Linked DNA regions of Sus scrofa: all the other regions are linked to region 2. Evidence: chromatin contacts called from public HiChIP or PLAC-seq data. All regions are on one chromosome and are shown on one strand. The core of a region is the stretch at or near the end of the contact, and the rest is flanking DNA. Distances in the headings are between cores, read along the strand shown.

Region 1 (3,030 bases), core at 114-2,613, 250 kb before region 2:
GCAGACCTAAAAAGAAAAAGAAAACAAAAGCAAGAAAAAGTCTCTGCTTTCAGTGGCGTTTACATTTTAGTAGGAGACACAGGAAACTAAAGAAATGACTGAATGAGCTGATGGGTAAATCAGTATTAGAGAGTGATAAATGCTGTGCCAAGAATTAGAATAAGGAGTTCCCGTCGTGGCTCAGCAGAAATGAATCTGACTAGTATCCATGAGGATGTGGGTTCGATCCCTGGGCCCGCTCAGCAGGTTAAGGATCCAGGGTTGCTGTGAGCTGTGGTGTAGGTCGAAGATGCGGCTCCGATCTGGCGTTGCTGTGGCTGTGGTGTAGGCTGGCAGCTACAGCTTAGATTCCACCACTAGCCTGGGAACCTCCATATGCCCTGGGTATGGCCCTAAAAAGACAAAAGTAAAAAACAAAACCCCCAAGATTTAGAATACTGTGGCCGAGTGTGGCAGGATCAGCAAAGGTCTCACGTTGTCTTCTGGGCAGGGGGCAGACTCTAGTGTGGCACAAAAGGCTCTGGTGGAGACAAGCTCTGGCCCCCTGGCGAGGACTGACAGCTTCCTCCTGCCCCTTGCACTCGGTCAGTTGGGGGTAACCCTTCCTGGAGGGCCAAGGGGCCACCTGGGTTCCCCTTCTCCCCCGCCTTCCTTCCCTTATCCTCCCAGTCCCCCCTGTGCTGGAACAATGTCCCTTATGGCTGACAGCGACAAAAGCCCAGCTGGCCTCAGCAGGTTTATTCTTATCAGTGACTAGACCCAGACAATTAACAATCCCTTTCAACGGCCCTCTTGGCCATGATTTTTGGGAAATGCTGACTAGGACATGACTTGGGGAAGAGAGATTATTTTAAAAAAAGAAAGAAAAGAAAACAGGTGCAGTGCTCTTTCCTACTGAGCCTGTCACCGGGGTTAGATTTGCAGCCTCCACCCTTAACCGTTGTCCCCTGCCTGCCCAGGAGCCGCCCCTCCCCCAATTCCACCTCCCTGAGGTTTTGGAAGGAAAACTAAACAATGGCTAAATGAAACCAAGCCCATTATCAACGGGTTCCACGTCACGGCTGATAATTCCTCGAAAATCCCGGTTCTCATCAAGAATCTCCGACTTCATTTCCCTGCACTTGTCGCCGGTGGGCGCAGATGAAAGTGGGAGAGAAACGCAAGGCCCAGGGCGCCTTGCTTTGGCAGCCAGCCCCTCGGCCTTTGCTTATGTACCGGGCACCTGATCATCAAGCCAAAGACACGGGTGGCTGGTTTCCTAAACGCCCCAGATGCACCCGGAGCTCCTCCCCTCCGGGGGCCGCCTCTTTGCCCCTTTATCTGGGCACCGCCTTCCTGCACCCACCCACCACCTCCTTCGCAGACTGGCCGCGCCTTCGCTTGGCTCCCCCTAGCGGCGGGCGCCGTCCATCACCCGTGGGAACACGGGTCCCGCACCTCCCGCGCCGGCTCCAAGGCAGACGGAAAAGACATTAAAACCGGAGAAAGCCGAGCATCGATCCCTCAGCGGAGATCCAGCTTTTATTTTCACCACAACCGACGGTCCCGTCAGACCTTGTGTGAGGTTTTTTTTTTTCTTTCCTGTCTGATTACACACAAAAAAATCACAACCATGTAAACCAAAATTTGTAACTTATATAATCAAGACTTTTAGGTGTGATTCTTTATTACACGTAAAAATAAAATCGATAAAAAATAAAAAATGCTCTTATCTGAACATTTATATCTGAATTGCAATGTAAGTTGGTTCTGTAAGACCAACTGGTCACCTCGACTGCTGTCTTGAGTGGAATCTATATGGTTACTTTAAGAAAACTGTAATTCTAGGGTGATGCCTGCACTTCTGAGGCTGGTAATAGTCTTAGGAGGGGGCTGAGCCTGTATGATAGGAAGAAGGCTGGAGAGGCTCTTCTGCGGCTAAACATTTTACTCTGTGTCACGCGATCTGAAATGATTCACTTACCTTGAGCTGAAGTCAAACGCTCATAATAGGCAGATGTCATGAGAATCAGCGCATTGTCATCCTTCTCTCTTTCCATTGTTAAACCTCTGAAAGCCTAACTCTGAGCCACTGGGAAGAGGTGGGGACAGAGGGCTGTAGGGGGAGGGGTCCATTTTCTCGCCCCCAGGTAACTAAAAGACAGAATGAGAAGTGGGGACAGAGACTGGGCAGCGTCCTAGAAGGTGGAAAGAGGTGTGAATAGGGCTTTCCCAGCGTCTGTCCTTGGTCACCACTTTTTAAAATTTCTATTTCACTAGGCTTTATGAAAATTTCTCTCTCCAAAATGTCAGTGGTGCAGGCCAAGGGCTGACGGATTTTTATTCTTTATTTTACCTGTGTGTTAACTCATTAAATCCTCCTCACAGCCTTACGAGGGAGTATCCATTGCAGAGATAAACTGCCGCACGGAGAGGTTAAGGGACTCGTCTAGAGGCACTGAGGGAGCAGATTCCAGCCCAGCAAGTGCCTCGACTTCGCACCCCTGCGGGGAGCTGCCCTTCCGCTGGAGGCGCGCAGGGCGGGGCTTCCGCAGCAGGAGCTGGTCTGATCTCTGCAGTGGACGGACCATGACCTTTTAGGGCACTTTGATTGATTATCAGTCAGTCTTGGAAGGAGAGTCTTTCTTCGAAGCTTAAGTCAGCACGGCCTTCTATCTTATCCTTCAGGACCCTAAGCTGAACTCTATACAGATGAGCTGGAATCTGGGTGGCCTCCATCTCCACCAGACCGCGTGGCAGAAATGAAAATACCCTTTACCCCCCACTTTCATCAATTACTTTTTGTAGAACAAAGATAAGATTTTCTTAAGAAAGCTTTTGTTCTTGGTGGTTTATAAACGATCCATCTGAGAGTTTCACAGCAGCAGGAGCCGGAGAACTCCTGCCCTGTGACCTTGACCGTGTTTGTCACCTCGCAGCACATTGTTCTGGTAGGGACCGGAGAGAAATGGAGGAAAGAACCACTCCATGACGGAAACCCAAAGTCCCTCCGTACATGCAGACAAGCCATTGAAATAAAGAACAATAAGA
Region 2 (3,005 bases), core at 236-2,735:
TTCGCCAGCCCTGCCCGTACATCTCAGACTCAACATTGACAGTCACCACGTTTTCACTGAGATGGATACAAATAATCAGAGGGCCGAAGTTTCTTAAAAAATTAACCATCCCTCAGAATTTTGACCAGAGTAGAAAATGTTGATAGTTACATACTGATTTTCAAAATCATATATATGGTTTGGACTCCAGGGAAGTGTGGATTTAAGGCTCTTCACTGTGGAGAAGAGAGAAGAAATGCCGCCGTCCACAGAGGAGTTTCTTTCAGAGGCTGGGTTTGTTCCTGGGGCCAGCTGTGAGATCTCCCTTTCTAGAGGACAGCCTTTCTGCTAAGACGGAGTCAGGTTCAGCCAAGGTGTGCAGCGGACCCCGGGATGTAGGAAAATGTAGAAATTGCACGTTCCCCTTGGAAAGCATACAACCCTTACTGAGCTTTTAAAAATATCCTTTCCTATAAAATTAAATGTGAATAACCTGGAAGGCAACACATCATGTCTTTGAAAACTATGAAATCTCATATTTATTCTTTTCTTTTCTAATTTGAAATATTTGGAGGTATGGGGCATATTTCATGCCGCCCAGCAAATTCACGTTCCATATTTGAAGCGAAAGGTGATAAATTGTCTTGAGAGGAAAGGAAACACCTTTGTGTTAAACACTTAAGTTCATGTCAGTTTTGGCGAGTGATGCAGCTGCTTAGGAACTAAGAGGTTTTTTTCCCCCCCTTTTTATAAGACAATGAATTTTAAAAAGGGAGCCCACTCATTCCTCAAATTACCCAGGTCTTACTCAGGCTGGTGAGGCTGGCTGACTGGAATTCTGGGGCTCATGTGACCCCTATGCTGACTTTGGTTTCGGCTCAGAGTCGCCCGCGGTGTTCATCTTTCTTATTGTTATCATTTTAATAGCCAGCCTTTGTCTTTGTCCTGTACTTTTTACTTTCCTAAGGAAAAGCAAAAACAAAAAGTGAGCAATAGCCAGGCCAGACGTATGAATAGGGGAGTAGGCAGCCTGGTTGGGGAGGGTCGCTGGGGTAGGTCGCAGAAGAACAGAGGAAACACTGGTGCCCAGGAGGCTCCAGCCATTAGGAATTCAATGCCATGGTCTAAGGCTGGGAGGGGGAACGGAGTCGGGGGTGGCGGTGGGGGTGAGGAGAGGTGAGAGGAAGGGTGGCGCGGGGTGTAGGAGGGGAGCCCTGAGAACCTGGCCTTGGCCCCAGGGAAGGAGGAGGCAGCAGGGCCAACGCCTGCGATGGAAATGAAAGCGTGCTATTTTTACTTCCAACCACTCTATTAAAGGACGGAGAAGACTCACAGCACCAAACTGGAGACGCCTTTTTGGGTGGGGTGGGGCTTTCCTTGGAATCCTCCCCGGCCACTCGGATGGGGCTCGGTTCCGGGTCCAGGGATGGAGCTGGGAGAACCCAGGACGTGGAGGAGGAGGAAAGTGGAGAGAGAAGAGGAGGGTGCCCTCCTGCAGGGGCCACGTGGAGGCCCAACCTCAGCTCCGCGCGCAGACGGAGCTGCCAGGCTGCCGGAGGCTCCGCCCTGGCTCGTTGAAGGCGCTCTGGGTTCGCTTCCGAACACAGCCCTGGACGTTTTCCCTGTGCAGTGGGGTCGACTCTAAATTCAACAAAACGCTGAAACAAAGAAGTGAGGGTTTTTGGCTTTGGAGACAAAATGGAGCGAGGACCGTGTGCTGCTGGGGTCGCAGCGAAAACACAGGGGTCTTTCCAGGAGCCTTCACGACTTCCGACTGCACTTTAAAATCTATTTTGATGCCAGAATGTTTGTTTCTTTGGTTAGAAATCACTTCATGGAAACTGTATTTGTATGTTATTTCTTTTGGTCTGTAGAAGTAAGAGGATTTACCTTTCAACACACGGTTTCTGCTGTTATATACTGCCCTCTGCTGGCCACGTCGAGGGCGTGTGACCAGCCTCTCGAGTCAATGTTGAAGAATAATGAGGTTGGATTAATTCAAACACATAAAACTGACTTTTTTTCCTACTCCTTCTGGACAAAAACAACAACAAAATACTAGGTTGTTGCTACATTGAAAATAATACAGAGGTTGAAAGATGTTCTTTCTTAATCTTTGCACATCCTCCTACAATCATAATGGTAATTTTGAGGCGAAAGCAGAATTTGGCTCTCATATCATCTTTCTGCTTTAATGTGCCTTAAAGTATTCTTATGAGACTTATAAATTATAAATTCTTGCTAATCTTTATTTATTAAGGGCTAAATCATCTAAACTTTCCAAAAACATTAGAGCCTGTCAGCAATCCTCTCTCTGCACGTAAAGAAACCATCTTGGTACAAAATCCAAAGAATAAGACGAATAATGCAGAGAAATATCTTTGAAACCCAAACCAGATTTTGTAAGACACAGCTGAGCTGTGGCTCCTAAGTATTAGGTTATGTGGAATTGTTCACTAGCAACAGTCACCAGATCATTTCACATTTTGTGTAACTTACAAGTTCATAAACCATGGTGTCGATTCATGCTTAATTGTCAAAGGAACTGAGATGGAGTGAGAGTTGGTAGCAAAGCCTGGGTTAGAATTAATTGTCTCAAAATCCTCAGCCCGTTGCTTTGTCTCCTGAACAAAGCTCTGTCTTTCATAGTAATTAGGAGAAAGAATTTGGTGTGTCAGACACTTTCTCGCAAAACTAAGGTTCAGCGGTGAATTCTAATTAAAGTCATTTTATTAGTAAAAGAAAGTCAAACAAACTTTAAAAACATCTTTAAGAAGAGAAGCCCCTGTGGCTTGGAAATGGGACTGATCACTGTTGATGGAGTCGAAGTCTGTTTCAGAGTTAGCTGCGTGTGGTTGTTTATAATTATTTGGGGGTCGGAGGAGTCCTCTGTGGCTCTCCTGGGTTCTCGAAATTAAATAGCAGAGTTGCACCCGGCTCCATTCCGTTCTGGTTGAGTAAACTTCTTCAGGGTACCAGGGCTTCACGGCACTTCCTGGATGAACAGTTGGCTGCCGAGAGCAGGT
Region 3 (2,984 bases), core at 411-2,910, 170 kb before region 2:
TTCTTTCTCTCTCTATCTTGCTCTCTCTATCTGTATCTAGCTATCTAGATATATATGCTATAAACTCAAAGAAAATACTAAACACTTTAACTTTTATGACTATCATGTTCTTAGATATGAGATTTGTTTTTATTTTCTTATTTTATTTTATTTTTTGTCTTTTTGCCTTTTCTAGGGCTGCTCCTGCGGCACGTGGAGGTTCCCAGGCTAGGGGTCTAATCGGAGCTGTAGCTGCCAGCCTACACCAGAGCCACAGCAACGCAGGATCCGAGCCGCATCTGCAACCTACACCACAGCTCACAGCAACACCGGATCCTTAACCCACTGAGCAAGGCCAGGGATCGAACCCGCAACCTCATGGTTCCTAGTCAGATTCGTTAACCACCGCACCACAACAGGAACTCCCTATTTTCTTAATTTTTATGGCCCCACCCATGGCACAGGAAAGTTCCTGGGACATGGATTGAATCCAAGCCATAGCTGCAAACTTCCTCACAGCTGCAGATTTAACCCACTGCTTCAGGCCAGGGATTGAACCCTCACCTCCACAGCAACCTGAGCCACTGCCATCAGATTCTTAACCCACTGCACCAGAGTGGGAACTCCAGATATGGGATTTTAAAAATCATCTGTGTTCAGATTTGCAAGGGTGCTGAGAGATTTAGCTCTAGAATTTAAGCCTACTGCTGAATTAAAAGCCTGGCAGAGAGAAATGTTCACTGAATGAATGAAAAGCCATTTGCTCTATTGAACAACAATGAATGTATCACCTGGGTCACTGACTTATGTGCCATTGAATACTAAGTCTAATATCCCTTATAAATAAAAAATATTTGGGGTTTCCCATCATGGCACAGTGGAAACAAATACGACTAGGAAGCATGAGGTTGCGGGTTCAATCCTTGGCCTCGCTCAGTGGGTTAAGGATCTGATGTTTCTGTGAGCTGTGGTGTAGGCCGGCAGCTGCAGCTCTGATTCGACCGCTAGCCTGGGAACCTCCATATGCCATGGGTGTGGCCCTAAAAAGCAAAAAAAAAAAAAAAAATGGACCACACTGTCCTTTGTTACATGTTGAGTCAGGTGTCTCTCAGTCATAATAGATCTACTGTAAGTTGGCATTAATACTTAGAGACCACTGGGGTACCGTTCAGTGCAAGGAGACTGTGTGGATTGAATTTCCACCCATGCAGATTCTGAAAGTCCTTAACCCTTTCCCAAAGCGGAGCTGGAGCCTCAGGGAAACCTGAGGATCCCCTTTGTCTTGGCCATAAGCTAGTGATGGGGGTGGGGTGGGAGAGGAACAATTATTTTTCACCGACTCCAACCGCAGCAGGAAGGTGCCTGCTCCAGTGGGTCACGTTTCTCTTGTTTACTGGCTGGGGCCGTTTCTATTACGTAGTTCTTTTGTTTTCTGCGGTGTAATCTCTGTTGCACATGGCGTTCGGACAATGCAGATGACCCTGTCTTCGATGCGCAGGGTTCTCTGTCAAGATATTGTTGTCCCTCGCTGGGCCCAAGTCCCATTTTAGCAGGAGAGAGAAAAAAGAAACAATGGAGACAAATTTAGACACTGATGGGAAAAGAAATGCAGCTCACTGTCCACCAGCCCTCTGAAGTTACGCCCAGCAGGCCATTTCCTGTGACCTTCTCAAGGACTCCCAGACACACAGAGGAGCTCCTAGGACCCGAGGCAGACGACAGATGATTAGCTTGTGGCTCACCCCGTCCTTGTAAGTTCACTTTCCAGGCATCCCTTCTCTAAAAAAATACCACTGCCACTAATAGCGCGCACACACACACACACACACACCAAAAACAATAAACAAAAAAACCTCCACATATTCCAAACAGAAGCAAGATAATCTCTCCCTTAGGATCTAGACTTGAAGTTCCTGTTGTGGCTCAGTGGTAATGAACCTGTCTAGTGTCCATGAGGACGCGGGTTTGATCCCTGGCCTCAATCAGTGGGTCAGGGATCCAGCTGAGATGCAGCTCAGATCCCACGTGGCTGTGGCTGCAGCATAAACTGGCAGCTGCACGTCCGATTCAACCCCTAGCCTGGGAACTTCCAAGTGCCTCGGGTGTGGCCCTAAAAAGACAAAAAACGAAAAAACAAACAAACAAAGAAACTAGGCATGCTTGCCGTCAACACTATTTCCCAACCATTCGTGGCCAGCATCAGATCTTGTACCAGATGTTTCCCAGGCCTTGGCACGTTCACTAGCCTGTATCCTCCAATGGTGGGTGAGGGATGCTCACAGGCCGGTCCTCCGCGCCTTTTCCCCATTCCAAAGGCACAGTTTTGTCTCAGGTGTCTGTGTGCTCTCTGCTCCCCCTCACTGGAGACAATGTAAATTTACCCAGTGATGTGAAGAGACATTCATCAGCATGTAAGACGGATGACTGATTTCCAAGGTACCCAAACTGTGTGCTCTTTATGCTGGGATAGATATGTGTCTGCTGCAGCGGCCTAGATGATAAGTGCAATAAGCAGTAACAGTGCCGTCTCCTCTTGGACTGTCTTGTTGATGAACTGTGAAACCAGACAGATGCAGTCAGAAACACAGCACACTGTTCTGCACGGGAATGACGGACATCTGGTGTGAAACCATCTCCTGTGTTACTGGGAGGTCTCATTTTGGTTGGTCACTCAGTGTCTCCTGTTTTTTTAACGTCTTTAATAATTGTGTACATATTTGACTGAGAAGTACAACTTGTAGGTGCATATCATCAGCATAAGCAAATTTATCATAAATATCCCTTTTTTTCAGGCAGATTTAAAATCTCAGAGGGCAGGTCTGTACTTACACTAGACATAGCTGCATGAGCAACCCTGCGTACCAGACATACCGCATTTTACTTCATTTATGTGGATGCAGCTTTCTAGGCCTGCAAGCTTTTCTCACTTTAGTTCCTGGTTTAGCCATTCCTCTTCCATTATTTCTTTCCCTAGCCCACCACTTCTTACACATAGAAGAAAGAGG

Evidence for each region. HiChIP or PLAC-seq counts read pairs in DNA pulled down with a chosen protein or histone mark.
Region 1: a contact with region 2 is called in an H3K27ac HiChIP or PLAC-seq map of skeletal muscle, with 11 times the contacts expected there. The contact joins two enhancer-like sites. A contact is called at or near these places in 8 of 47 Hi-C or Micro-C datasets (alveolar macrophages, embryonic fibroblasts, fetal heart ventricle and 5 more) and 1 of 2 datasets of contacts at active chromatin or transcription factors (skeletal muscle).
Region 3: a contact with region 2 is called in an H3K27ac HiChIP or PLAC-seq map of skeletal muscle, with 7 times the contacts expected there. The contact joins two enhancer-like sites. A contact is called at or near these places in 1 of 47 Hi-C or Micro-C datasets (heart right ventricle) and 1 of 2 datasets of contacts at active chromatin or transcription factors (skeletal muscle).

What each region holds. Positions count from the first base shown.
Region 1 is chr11:74,294,293-74,297,322 of Sscrofa11.1, forward strand. It overlaps LOC110255853 (a long non-coding RNA gene), which reads left to right. Exons shown (of 5, transcript XR_002336751.1): 5 at 960-1,083. Among named protein-coding and RNA genes, the nearest start is that of ARGLU1, 28 kb to the left of the region's middle. Within about 2 kb of position 1,364, at least 32 of the 83 cell types and tissues checked have an H3K27ac peak or open chromatin away from gene starts, as enhancers often do. A contact at or near this core is called in skeletal muscle, where this site is marked.
Region 2 is chr11:74,544,911-74,547,915 of Sscrofa11.1, forward strand. No RefSeq gene overlaps it. Among named protein-coding and RNA genes, the nearest start is that of ARGLU1, 280 kb to the left of the region's middle. Within about 2 kb of position 1,486, at least 33 of the 83 cell types and tissues checked have an H3K27ac peak or open chromatin away from gene starts, as enhancers often do. A contact at or near this core is called in skeletal muscle, where this site is marked.
Region 3 is chr11:74,378,756-74,381,739 of Sscrofa11.1, forward strand. The region is part of intron 2 of LOC110255854 (a long non-coding RNA gene); the gene reads left to right. Among named protein-coding and RNA genes, the nearest start is that of ARGLU1, 110 kb to the left of the region's middle. Within about 2 kb of position 1,661, at least 2 of the 83 cell types and tissues checked have an H3K27ac peak or open chromatin away from gene starts, as enhancers often do. A contact at or near this core is called in skeletal muscle, where this site is marked.